Linked DNA regions of Danio rerio: region 1 is linked to region 2. Evidence: chromatin contacts called from public HiCAR-type data. All regions are on one chromosome and are shown on one strand. Each heading gives the region's core, a stretch centred on a gene start, on an enhancer-like site or on the middle of the called end of the contact. The rest is flanking DNA. Distances are from core to core; before and after follow the strand shown.

What was found. HiCAR-type assays count read pairs that join an accessible place to other places.
Region 1: a contact with region 2 is called in a HiCAR-type map of caudal fin, with 4 times the contacts expected there. The contact joins two enhancer-like sites.

Annotation. Positions count from the first base shown.
Region 1 is chr5:16,048,155-16,055,164 of GRCz12tu, reverse strand. txnrd2.2 (thioredoxin reductase 2, tandem duplicate 2) reads left to right here. Exons shown (of 17, transcript NM_001353396.1): 13 at 3,786-3,881; 14 at 5,009-5,101; 15 at 5,744-5,815. It also overlaps a transcript of srrm4 not described here. Among named protein-coding and RNA genes, the nearest start is that of gnb1l, 32 kb to the right of the region's middle. Within about 2 kb of position 2,339, at least 5 of the 62 cell types and tissues checked have an H3K27ac peak or open chromatin away from gene starts, as enhancers often do. A contact at or near this core is called in caudal fin, where this site is marked.
Region 2 is chr5:15,725,491-15,732,674 of GRCz12tu, reverse strand. It overlaps a transcript of sema4c not described here. Among named protein-coding and RNA genes, the nearest start is that of tbx1, 210 kb to the left of the region's middle. Within about 2 kb of position 5,119, at least 2 of the 62 cell types and tissues checked have an H3K27ac peak or open chromatin away from gene starts, as enhancers often do. A contact at or near this core is called in caudal fin, where this site is marked.

The DNA.
Region 1 (7,010 bases), core at 1,090-3,589, 330 kb before region 2:
GCGCCTCTATCTCCTCCCCAAATTGAGAAGTTTTAATGTTAGTACACAGACTTTAAACTTGGCATATAGATATAGAGAGTGTTCTCACATATAATATTGTTTCATGGTTCGGTAACACAACACTTAAACAGAAAAAGAAATTAGTGCAAATTATAAATCAGGCAAATAAGATAACTGGTCACAAACAGCATTCATTGCAGATTATATTTGACTCTTTTATGGAAAAAAGAGCAGTTGTGATTTTTAAAGATAATACACATCCCCTTCACTCAGCATTTGAACTGCTACCATCAGGACGCAGGTTTAGAATTCCTAAAGCACGAAGAAATGCCTATAAAAAGTCATTTATCCCAATGGCAGTTGTTGTTCTAAACCGGATCAATGTTTGTAGGAAATGAGGTGGTTACCAAGTATGATTTGCAGTATTGTGCATGGGACTAATTTGGTTTTTAAACTTTTAACCTATGTTGTTGTGTTGGTAAGTGTTATTGTGTCGTTGGTGTATGTTTGTAATTGTTGTCCTAAATCCAGTGTTGAAGAAAAATTTCCTTTTTGTGTCAAGCAGAACGGACAATAAAGTTTAAACTAACTAAACTAAACTAAGCAGGAATATTTTTCATATTAAAAGGAGTTTTTGTCCTAAAAAACGCCTGAAATTTCTACTTTAGCTTCTGTTTTTTGCAGCTAAACAACAGAAAACTGACAATGATCACATCAGATACACCAATAAGGCACACAGCCTTATTCAGTGTTAAATGCTACCAATGTGAGTTGGAATGCTATGATTTTTCCATGACATTTGTTGCCATTCATTTGAAAGTGAACTATAGAACTGTGGCACAGTGCAAGCCAACAAATTTCAGTGATTTGGCATGTACATTTAATAATGTTAAAGAGGTTTAATATGTATTAGATTATAAACCTTACCATTTTGTTGGAGTGCAGGAAGTGCTCATATATTCTGTGCTTCTGAATGGCTGTATTTAATTTTCGATCATGTTTCTTCTGGTTCAAACAGCCAAATTACGTATCACTGCATATCTCCTCATGTAGCGTGTTGTTAGGACTTGGGGTTAAAATGTAACCTGCTTACCTTATGTTTACGTTTGTAATATTTATATTACTTGCTTATTAATAACCTCATGTGGAACTTTGAATTTGTGTCTTATTTCGCTATCTGCTACTGTCCACCACTAATAATTCTTACTTCGACTGTATATATACTTCAACTGCATATATATATATATATATATATATATATATATATATATATATATATATATATATATATATATATATATATATATATATGTGTGTGTGTATATATATATATATATATATATATATATATATATATATATATATATATATATGTATATATATATATATATATATATATATATATATATATATATATGTATATGTATGTGTGTGTGTGTGTGTATATATATATATATATATATATATGTGTGTGTGTGTGTGTGTGTGTGTGTGTGTGTGTGTGTGTGTGTGTGTGTGTGTGTGTGTGTTTATATATTTGTACATATATAATTTTTTTTTTTTTTTTTTAAGGAAAAACTCATTAATTTTGACCTATTACTTCTGAAACTTCTATGTTTTGCTTGTCTAGAAAATGCTTCTTGATTTAAGACTTTTTAGATATTTGAACTATAACCTGGACAAAAAATGTGATTTAAAAAGCTAAATGTATGCATTTGACATTATTATTTTGTAAACAAAAACAACAACAACAAAACATTAGATTTTTTTTTTATCTAAATCCCCCACCTTTATAGGGCCTTGTAAAATCTGCTCCTGGAATATACCCCCCCCCCCCCCCCCCAAGCCTTGATCAAACTGCAAAAAGGCGGCACAGCTGGAAAGCAACACATCCACAGCATATTTATATCTGTCAGTTCAGTCGCTCTCCTGGAAGGTTGTTGCCTTGTAACATCCCCAACACAACTGGCAGCCGGGATCAAATATCATAGCCGTCCGTCATCCACAGCAGCTGTGTGATCATTGGCACACACACTCACACACTGCCACAAAACTAGTCAGAATAAGCGCCTTTTACTCTCAAAGTGTGTCAATTTTCTTTCTTTCTTTTTTTTTTTTTAATAAAAGAAAGCGAGTTGCTGAGCTGCACCTGGATACTGACAAGAAATGCATTTACTATATAGCTTTCTGGGTGGTGTACACACACACACACACACACACACACATTTTCTCTTTTCACACCCGAGGCGGTTTCTTGGACAGCAGGATGTGCAGAAGTTATCAGACTTGTTGCTGATGCCATTAGTCAGTGAATTAGAATTTGCCCCATGGTGCTGCATGTTCCTGTGTTGTTACTGTAGGCATGTTTTCCACAGCGCTGACTGGCAGCCGTCCACCTCTGTGCTGTGTAATCATCATCGTGATTGACAACTGTGTAATGTTAAGATGATGCTAATCTTTGAAATGTCTGATCGGGCTAATCGCACACAGACGCACAGTTAACAACAAGGCAATGTATAACTAAAAAAAGAATATTTGTTTTTCAGTTGCGTTGTTGGGCACTGTCTGATTTGCGTGCTTCATTTTAGACTGGATTTTCTGTTGATTATCCATGCAAGTGTTATTTTTAGGGTATTTTTACTAGGGATGTCCCAATCAGGTTTATTTGACCTTGAGACTGAGTTTAAGTATCTACCAATACCAAAACCCGATCCAATGGGCGTAAGGGTGGAGTAATACATAGGGGTGAAGAGGCTGTACGAGTTCTCATATTACTTACTCAGATTCGAGAATTAGACAGAACAGTCATAAATATAGTATATTATAGTATTAATCAGTCTATTATAGTATTAATTAATGTTGCACCTTAAAATAATTAATAAATCATTCATTAATAATTTGCCTTTATTTTTATTTTTATAGTTTACATCAGAATTGATTTTGTCTTTTTGATTGATTGATTGATTGATTGATTGATTGATTGATAATACTCTTTAGATTTCATTTAAGGTTTAGTAATTGAGTGTATTATAGTATTAATCAGTCAATTAAAGTATTATTTGATACTTTACCTTGAAATAATACATCTTTAATTAATAATTTACCTTTATTTTTGTAGTTTTTATTCATTTATTTTATTTATATAGCACTATTAAACACAACCAAAGGTTGACCAAGGTGCTGCACAATACAAATCACGAGAAAGATACAAAATTATAGCTAAACAAACAATTGTCACTGATATGCCAAATCAAAATTAAAATTGTGTTTTTTACATGATTTTGTCTTATTGATTGATTGGTTGATTGATTGATTAATTGATTGGTTGGTTGATTGATATATTGATATTTCTCTTTAGCTTTTGTTTACGGTTTAGTAATTGAGTCTATTATAGTATTAATAGATGTTTCACCTTAACATAGTTAATAAATCATTCATTAATAGTTTGCCTTTTTATTTTTGTAGTTTTCATTTAAAATGGAGCACTTTACATGGTTTTGTCATATTGATTGATTATTTTTCTTTAGCTTTTGTTTAAGGTTTAGTAATTGAGTCTACTATAGATTGAGTCTACTATAGTAATAATTTACGTTTCACCCTAAAATAATTAATAAACCATTCAATAATAATTTACTTTTGTAGTTTTCATTTAAAATTGTGTATTTTTCATGTGATCTTTTTATTATTGATTGATTGATTCATTGATTGATTGACATTTCTTTTTAGCTTTTACTTAAGGTTTAGTAATTGAAATAAAACTGGTGTTTACTTATGCTCTGTTTCAGGGTCGTCCTGAGTTGACCCCCACCGCCATTAAGGCTGGAAAACTCCTGGCCCACAGACTGGCTGGTCGTTCCACTGAGCTCATGAATTATGAGAATGTGAGATTATCCTTGCACACATATGCTGTCATTCTCTTTCCTTTTTGATTCATATTTTGGGGTGTATCACAAATCACATAACACCTGTCAAAAACATATGACACCCTAAAAATCTAAATTAAAAAATAGAAATTAGGTTTTGTGTGGTCTGTTTTTATGAACATTTAATGGCCAGTCACAGTACACTGAACTTTTTTTTGTTGTTCTGTTGACTTGTGTACATATGCATGCTATTGCAGGAGACAGAAATTGCTTTGTTACTGTGTTCTAAAGCAAAGTTCAAGTTTGGTGAACTCTGTAGATGAATTAAAGCAACACTAACTTTAAATCTGAAGAATTGCACTGAAGTGCAGTAGATTGATGATATTATTAGATTTTATTATGTTCAATTCTGTTTTATTGAAAAAAAAAAAAAAAAACAGGCCTTGATGTCATACTGTAGCACAAATGTTGCTGGCAGATTTTTTGTTATATTCACAAACATTACACATTACACTGAAACATTATAATAAGACATTACATTTATTTCCCCCCAAAAAGTCTTTCTTATGCACAATTTTTCTTTATGTAAATCTAGAAATAATTTTAGTTGTTTAAACATTCACCTGTACACACACACACACACACACAAAATAAATAAAACAAAAACACACAATGAAATTCATTGTTAAAGAAACTTGTAAATGTGTCCCAGACATATACGCAAGTTAGAAAGTACCACATTTAACATTTTTAAAAAGACTTAAGTTTGGCTCAAGTAAAATGTAAAAAATTAATCATTGATTTTTCAATTTTTAATATAATTTTTTATTTTATTTGATTGACTATGATGTGATATATTATTTTATGTGGGTATTGTATTATTAGTAACTCAATATTGTAAATTTTGCGACGACACCCTGCCCAGAGGCTGCAGATACAAATTAGCGCTATGGATAAATTTGGCAAAACATCTTAAGTTCTGCGTTTTCCTGTATAACTAATTGAAATAAGCTAAACACACAAACTCACATAATAGTTCTTTTAAACACTTGCTTAAAGTATGTGTTAATTAGTATGCTTGTGCATCTTCTCTCTCTCTCTCTCTCTCTTGGTGTGTGTTTGCGTATGTTTGTATGTGTGTGTAGGTAGCTACTACAGTGTTCACACCACTAGAATATGGCTGTGTAGGTCTGTCTGAAGAAGAGGCAGAAAGGAGACATGGAAAAGACCAGATTGAGGTAATACAGCAATTTGAAGTTATAAACTGCAGAATGATCATAAATACAATATTAATAATCACAGTAAACAAGTATTACAGCAAGCAATATATTTCATTATCTGAATTCTCAGCATCATGAATCATCAGGATGATGAATGCTGTAATTTATTTCTAAGAAAATTGCAAACCTGAAAAACTTTGATGTCTAATAATAAGTATTTGTGCATTTGTGTGTGCTGTTGTAAATATCTTACAGTATACGTGTATATGTGTGTGCGTGTGTATGTACTGAGTCCTCACACACCTGCATTGCTCTAAAGCCTTAAGCATTCACAGAGGGGCGTGCCTCTAGTTTGATTGACATGTGCGCAGGAGGGCTGACTGATGCTTCTAGAGGTTGATGAGAGATGATCAGAAACGCTGCATCTCATTGGCTCTGACAGCTGTGAGCGGCGTGTGTTGGCACGCTAGAACATTCGCTCTTCAACATCTTCAATATGCATGATTTCAGCACCCCAAAAATGTTTAAGACCAAAACACAGATGCAAACCATAACAGTAGCAGCACTTGTCCTGAAATGACGAGCTCAAGTGCTTGATGATTCAGGAAATGTCATCAGCGTTGGCGCATCATAGTTTTCTTGTGTTGTCTGGTTTAACAGGTGTACCATGCTTTCTACAAACCGCTGGAGTTCACTGTGGCTGAGAGAGATGCCACTCAATGCTATATAAAGGTATTTTAAACAATATTTTCTTTAAATATAGGTTTAAGTATTACAAATCAGATGCAATATAGTCAGTGCTGCTTCTGTTGATGCATAAATCAAACCACTTGGTATTTTATGGTGCACCGTTTAAAATCTAAGGGTGACAAAGCTATTTCTGGTGCCTGCCCCTCATCTATGAAACCAGTCTTGCCGCTTTGCACATTTTATTAGGCAAGGCAAGACATTTAATTACTCATTTTTAAATCAAGTTTGAAAACTTAGCTTTTTAATTGTCTCTTTATCATTTTCATTGTGTTCTCTTTGGTATTTTGTCATTCATCTTGTCCGTCTTGTTTTAATTTTTTTTTTTTTACTCTGAGCACTTTGGATAGCTTGTTTAATTTGCTACTTTATATAAATACATTTTACTTACTTACCTCCTGTTAAGTAATCACAAGAAACTTTGTTTTTTACTACATTTAATACATTCATTCATTTTCTTTTCGGCTTAGTCCCTTTAATAATCTGGGGTCGCCACAGCGGAATGAACTGCCAACTTATCCAGCATATGTTTTACGCAGCGGATGCCCTTCCAGCTGCAACCCATCACTGGGAAACATTCATAGACTCTCATTCACGCACATACACACAAATATATTTAACTTGTTCAAACTACCAAATTAAAATGAGCTGAAACAACATAATTTTTCAGATTTCATTGGGACAATCTATTTTTTATGTTCAGTCCATGTAAATTTGTAAAGTGTTAACAACATGAATGAATTGTGTGGAACCCTACATTTTACACTACAGACAATTTCAGCTTACCCAATTCACCTATACCACATGTTTTTGGACTTGTGGGGGAAACCGGAACAACCGGAGGAAACGCGCACCAACACAGGGCAAACTTGCAAACTCTTCACAGAAATCCCAACTGACCCTATCGGGGTTCGAACTAGCAACCTTCTTGCTGTGAAACGATTGTGCCACCCACTGCGCCACCATGCTGCCACATTTAATATAATAATGTTAAAATGTTTTTAATTACTAGTGACGCTTACCTCTCAATCTGTATTTTCAGCAGCCATTACTCCCAAAAACTGTTACACGTGACACAAAACCGGTCAGTATTAGGTTTTTAGTCATATGTCACCTGTAGGATAAATAAATTCACTTTCTATTGATGTGTTTGTTAGCATATGACACTATTTTTCTCCAA
Region 2 (7,184 bases), core at 3,870-6,369:
AGATTTCAGTTGCAACCCTTATCAAACACACCTGTCTGTAATTATCAAGTGGATTTCAGGTCCTAATTAATTGGTTCAGGTGGGTTTAATCAGGCTAGGAGCTAAACTGTACAGGAAGGTAGATCTCCAGGAACAGGATTGAGCACCCCTGCAGAACATCAAGCAAAAATTACACCTTACAGAAGATACATTTACAGCGTATCCGCGGGGTCTCAAAGAGCCCTAAATCTCAAAAACTAAATTTTAGGTCTTAAAATATCTTAAATCTACTTGTGTTGTAGGTTTTAAATCTTTTTTTTAAATGGTCTTAATTTATCTTTGTTCATGTATTTCCACCCAATCTGACCATTAACACTCATAGAATCACTAACAAACCACCTCAATATAACTTTTAATGTTTTCTTTAAAATAGCATTTACAGTAATTACTTTCCTTACAGTAATATTTGCCTAAAAATTCTCCATTTGTTTACTGCTAAGAATACTGACCTGATCTATATGTTTATTATTAAATTATTATTATTGTAGACTGAAGTAATTGACAGCTATGTTTAGTTCTATTTTTGGTAAGGGTTACAGGGTTTATGAATGGATACATTTGAAAATTAATTAAATAACAAAATAATATTATTGTATTATTAAATGTATTCAACTTTAATTATTTTTTGTTGAGGCTAGTGAAAATATTTTCTAACTGGGATATTCGAAAAAAATTCTTAGCCCTGTATAAGTCAAAAATTTCATTAACAATAAAATGTCTTAAATAGTCTTAAATTTAACATAGTGAAACCTGCAGAAACCCTGATTTACATAACTATTTTTTTCTTGACATTTATGACAAGTTTTGAATAAATCTAATCAGACTGTCAAAATGATCATATATATGTGAAATTAAACAAAAATGCTGTATTATGAGTGTCATGCCACTCTCACAAGCTAAGTTTCCATCCACCTTTTTTAATGCGCATAATAAAACGGTTGATGGAAACGGCAGGATGCGATTTGAAAATGCGCATTAAAAATATATGCGCATAACTGAGTTGTATAAACTTTTTATTCAATAAGAAAAGATGCGCATAAACTACATTGAAAACACTTTTACTGGACAAATTTCTGTATGCACATTAAAAAGGTGATGTGATTTTGTTATAAAAGATCATGTGATGATAAAAATGTGTGTGAATGGACAAACCATCAGGCTGAGCACATTGTAAAACATCTGAAATGTTGTTTTGGTCGTTCTAAAGTGCCTTGCATGTCAGTATTGGTGTTATTATGTTATTAAAGACCTCCAGAACTGTCGGGAGCGTCTGTGCTCCACATCCACATCTTCAAGCGCCACCCCAGGTTCATTGCATGTCAGCATTTGTCTTCTGAGGTGTAGGTCATTTAAAAAATAAAGAAAAGATTCATGCAGCTTCTCCTACCACAGCAAATTACATTTTTACTGTTGATTTATGGTGCCAGTTAATCAGAAAGAGACGATTTTGTTGTCTTTGACTCATCGAATAGAAATGCTGCTTTATTTTCACGTCTTTTATGCGGTATTCCAGTTTTGCGCAAAAATTAATTTGCGTCTTTAAATGGAAACTTAGCTACTGACTGTTAGTATAAAATGTATTCTGTTGTCATTTATTCACCATAACATTGCTTTTCAGCAAACCTTCAGCAGGATTTTACCACTGTGAAACACTGAGCTAAAACTTGTTAAGCCCAAAGCGGTACAAAATACTTTGAGATGGGAACAGAAATCTCTGTTGCCATGTGCCAGAATGTCTGTACAAGGCTTAAAGCTTTATATTGAGCTGGTTGTGGTTTATGTGTAGAGCCATGCAAATTTGCAGGCTGTGATTCAGTCATTTTACCCAAAAGACATGAATGCAAACCCCAAAAACAAACCCCAATGGTTTACATAGGAAATTAAAGGCCTCCTGTGAATTCTCAGTCAGCGGAGACGGACGCCATATAAAGTTTTGTGTACATCCAGTGCGGTGTGTCCCTTGAGGTTGAATCCTGCATTTTGATGGTGGGAAGCCTTTCTCCTGTTCTCTCTCTCTCTCTCTCTCTCTCTCTTTCTCTCTCTGTGTGTGTGTGTGTGTGTGTGTGTGTGTGTGTGTGTGTGTGTGTGTGTGTGTGTGTGTGTGTGTGTGTTTTTAAGACACAGAGAGCAGGAAGCAGCAATGTATGGGTTTCTCAGATTTGCTTTCTTTGCTTATTTTCTCCTGTCTGCTCTCTCTGTCTCTTGGTTGGAGTTGGCAGCTGTTGTTGCTGGGGGTCGAACGTCTCTATCCATGAAGTCCATATAAACACACTGTGCCATGCAGACTGGACCAGACCAGAGAACGCAGCCAGACCAAAAGACAAGTAACCAGGCATTGCTATTTGTCAGTCAATGCAACCCTTTTTGATCCATATATCTTACCGTCATCTATCCATGCAAACATATCAAATAGCCATCCATATATCCATCCATCTCTCATCCATCCATCTATTCATCCCAAATTAAATCATCCATCCAAATCAAATCATCCATCCATCCATCCTTCCATCTCAAGTCCATCCATTCATCCATTTATCCATCCCAAATAGCTATCCATCCACCTATATCAAATATCTATCCATCTGTCCACATCAAATATCCATCCATCCATCCATCCACTCATTCACCCAAACCATCCATCCATCCATCTGTCCATTCGTCCCAAATATCCATCTGTCCCAAATATCCATGCATCCATCCATTCATCCATTCATCCATCCATCCATCCATCCATCCATCCATCCATCCAGATCAAACATCCATCTATCTATTCATCCAAATCAAATATCCATAAATCCATCCATTAAATCAAATATCCATCCATTCATTCCAAGTTAAATCATCCATCCATCCATCCATCCATCCATCCTTCCATCCATCCATCCATCCAAATCAAATAAATCAAATTATCCATTCCTCCATCCATCCATCCATATGTCCATTCGTCCTAAATATCCATCCGTCCAAAATATCCATGCGTCCATCCAAATCAAATATCCATCCGTCCATCCATTCAAATCAATTATCCATCCAAATCAAATATCTATCCATTCCATTCAAATATCCATCCATCCATTCAAATCAAATCTCCATCCATTCATCCATCCATCCGTCCATCCGCCCACCAACACAACACATTAACTATATTTGTTTGTTTGTTTTATTTATTCATATATTTGACACCTGACCACAAAATCAATTAAAATCAATAGCCAAAATACATAGTATTGGTCAAAAATTTTCTTTTATGCTGAAAAATCATTACAATATTAAGTAAAGATCATATTCCATAAATATATGTAGTCAGTTTATTACTGTAAATATATGAAATCTTGACAGCTTTTTAGGTGACTTTCTCAGTGTTTAGATTTATTTGAATTCTTAGATTCTAGATTTTCTAATAGTTGTGTCTTTGCCAAATATTGTCCTATCCTAACAAACCCATGGTTTCCGCTACATTCATTCTTCCGTGGCAGGGCGCCACACCAAAATTCATCCCACCGCGGCTATATTACAGCTTCTTATTCAAAATATTCGGTCGTTTTTTAAATATAGTGGGTTAAAATCACACCGAAAACGTATGAAAAAGTAAGTGAATAATAACAGCGCAAACTTTTCTGTGACCATAGTAGTGCTGTGCGTTCTGTTTAACCCTTTAAGGTGACGTGCTGACTGACTGACAGGTGCGTGATGCGTGAGACCAGCAAACAAGACGTAGCTTTTAGATATGATGAACACAGTTTCCATAATTATACTTTATTTATAGATAAAGGTCTGTGGCTCTCCATATAATGACTTTATTTTGCTGGAGTTTATAGCCGTTTCACTTTACTTCAGGATGCATTAATGCCGCGGTCCGCTCTGCAAGTCTATCGGAGACATTCATAAATATTCCTAGCAAATCAAATAAATGTTGGTGACATACTCGCTACATAAATGCACTAAATCACACTTCAGCCGCGTTTATTTGAGAGCGCAAGAAAATCTGCACTTGAGCAGCGTATATTTGAGGGCGCGCAAGACGTTTTGTGCACAAACAGAAATCGATGCTCAAGCAGAGATTGACATGCTCATAGGCTCTTACATGAATGCGATCTCGACTCAATACTGCACCCATGACATTTGTCAATGAAATTACGCCACATGTAGTGGTAGATCTGTGTAAAATGGCAAACAGAGTCTGCCGCCACAGCTGGAAAAAATCCTGGAGGAAACACTGAAACCATACTGTAAATTAGTGGGAAGATTGTTTATTCATTTCTCATTTTTATAAATATCAATTTCAGAAATTATACACTTATGATTAGTTTGTGATCCAGGTTCACATATAATCAATCAACATCAAATTAGAAGTTAAATGGGCAACCCTAAAGCACACTTATCTGTGCATTATCATTTTATATATATATATATATATATATATATATATATATATATATATATATATATATATATATATATATATATATATATATATATATAAACCTAAACCCTAAAGGTTCCTGTTCATCTGCTAACCCTTGTTACATATGTCTTGAAACACTACTCTCTAAGATCGTGTTCGGGGCAAGAAGTCATGAACATCTCTCTTTTGTACAGAACATGCTTGGACATAAAGGACCAAGAGATGAGACTGTAAGAGAGCCGTAGGTAACAAGAGGAAAGCTATCTGTTCATCCTATTCCTTTTTCTTCTGTGTAACATTCTATATGTTCAAAGACACTTTACAGTATCAGGTGGTGCTATTTATTATTGTACAATGACTGCTGTCACATTCTGTTAAGATAAACGAGGCTGGCTTCAAAAGAGCAGCAGGCTCCTATATGTTGTCTTCAGTATTTACGTTAGCATGATTGGCTAATGTGTTCAATATGATGTGTTGTAAGTCTAAAATGCGACTAAACTTCTTTCATTCAAGTCTATGCAAGCACATGCTGGCATTCGACACAATTATTTACCTGGAACGATGCAATTAAATAGTAGCAGTAACTTATTTCTAAATTGCTAGTCATTAGCTTGGCAACGTTTTCCAAAGAAACACAACTTGCCTGTTCACTACCTGTGCCAGATACAAGGAAGTGACTCATTTGCTCCTTACAAAGCGCGCCAGTAGACAGATTTATGTTTTGTTGTGGAAATCACAGTGTTCTACATGCTGAGCATTAGCTCCTGCTCTGTAAACTAGCCTCTGGTCAGCGTATCAGATTAGCTTGTTGCCACAGGGCACAAATGCATCATTCTGGCAGAATTTGTGATAAATTGAGTTTTCATACATATCCCCTTCACACAAGCTATCTTGTATCCTGTTCAAATGTGCAGGGGAGGTGAGGACGAGGTTAGCATTGTTAGCCTTAAGCCACATCTAACCATTAGTGCTTTTGTAGCAACAAGATACCTGCTTTACTCAACATCTGAGTTGCGTTCTGATTGTGTGTCTAAGCACAACAAACAGCAATGCAACAAAGGCAAGTGACAGCGTCTTTCAACTGGGGTGCACATTCCATATGTATGCTATCTCCACAAAAATATGACCCGGAATCTGAAAAAATTAAATGAAGAATATGTGTTTTGTTAATTCTCTTAAACATGTTTTATTTGTCAATTTTTTCTATAGCATTTTTTTTAAGTAAATGTATGTAATAATATATAAAAAGTTTAATGGCTGCAACCCACTGCAAAAAATGTTAAACCAGAAGCAAAATAGAAGTAAAAAGGTTATACAGTAGAATATACAGTTTTAAAGCTTTGAAAGTATGTAGGACTGGTAATAGGTGAGGTTTTCATGGCTTCAGTGGTTTTGTAGTAACCGAGTGAGTTTGCTTGACTGGCCTGTAGTTAAGATTTGTCTTTTATTGATGTAAGTGTAGAACTAATCATGGAAAGGATCATGGTGAAATCTTGTATCATGCATTATTGGGCAACAATTTTGCTTGGATAATTTTGATAAAAAAAACCTCAAATAGTTGTAATTGATATCAAAGTTAATCAAGGATCAGGACAGATAATTATTTTCTGGTTGTACTTTTGTCAATTAAATAAATGTTAAAAGAGAACTAATAGATCACATATTCTTGTTTTTATTTCATTTAAAATTTAAAATCCCAAACAATTATACATTGTTATTAATCAAAGTTAACAAAAGATAAGGAAAATGGTAAATATTTTCTTCATACTTTAAAGGTTACAAACAAACAAATCACATATTTTTGTTTTTATTTTATAAAAAAAAAAAACAATTCCCAAACAATCTAAACTCATAATTGATATAGCAAAGTTAATCGAGATCAGTATTTTTTTGATACTACCTTTGTAAATTATTTAAAGGTTAAAGTCATCTAATAAATCACATATTCTTGCTTTTATGTCATTTAATAAATACAATTCCAAACAGTTATACATTGTTATTGATAGCAAAGTTAACCTGGTATCAGGAAAAACTGAAGTTATTTTCTTTGTACTTTTGGAACATAAATAAAGGTTAAAACGAACAATTAAATCATGTATCTTTTGTTTTTATATATAAAAAAACAAACAAACAATTTAAAATTGTGATTGATAGCAAAGTTTAATAGTATCAGTATTTTTCTTCTTACCTTTGTAAATCATTTAAAGTTTAAAGAGAACTAATAAAGCCAATTTCTTGTTTTTATTTAATTAAAAAAATCAAATCCCAAACAATTATACATCATTATTGATAGCAAAGTTAATCAAGGATCAGGATTTTTTTAAAAATATATTTTCTTGTTTTTGTCAATCAATGATTTATTTTATATTATTATTATTATTATTATTTTTTTTACCTTTTTGGATTCATTTTATTTATTTTTAATTTTATGTACCTTTGTAAATTTAAGGTTAAAAAAATAACTGATAAATCACATATTTTTGTGTATTTCCAAACAATTATTCATTGTAATTGATAGCAAAGTTAATTAGCAATAGCAAAATTTTTTTTTAAATATTAACTTTGTACTTTTGTAAATTAAATAATGTTTAAAGAGATCTAATTAATCACATATTCTCATTTTTATTTCATTTAAAACAAAACAACTTTTTTTTTTGGATTGGGGTTGCAGGATTTTTCTCAATTGCATATGCCAATATTATTCTGTAATCCCCTTCTGGTGCTCAGTTATTGGAAGTAA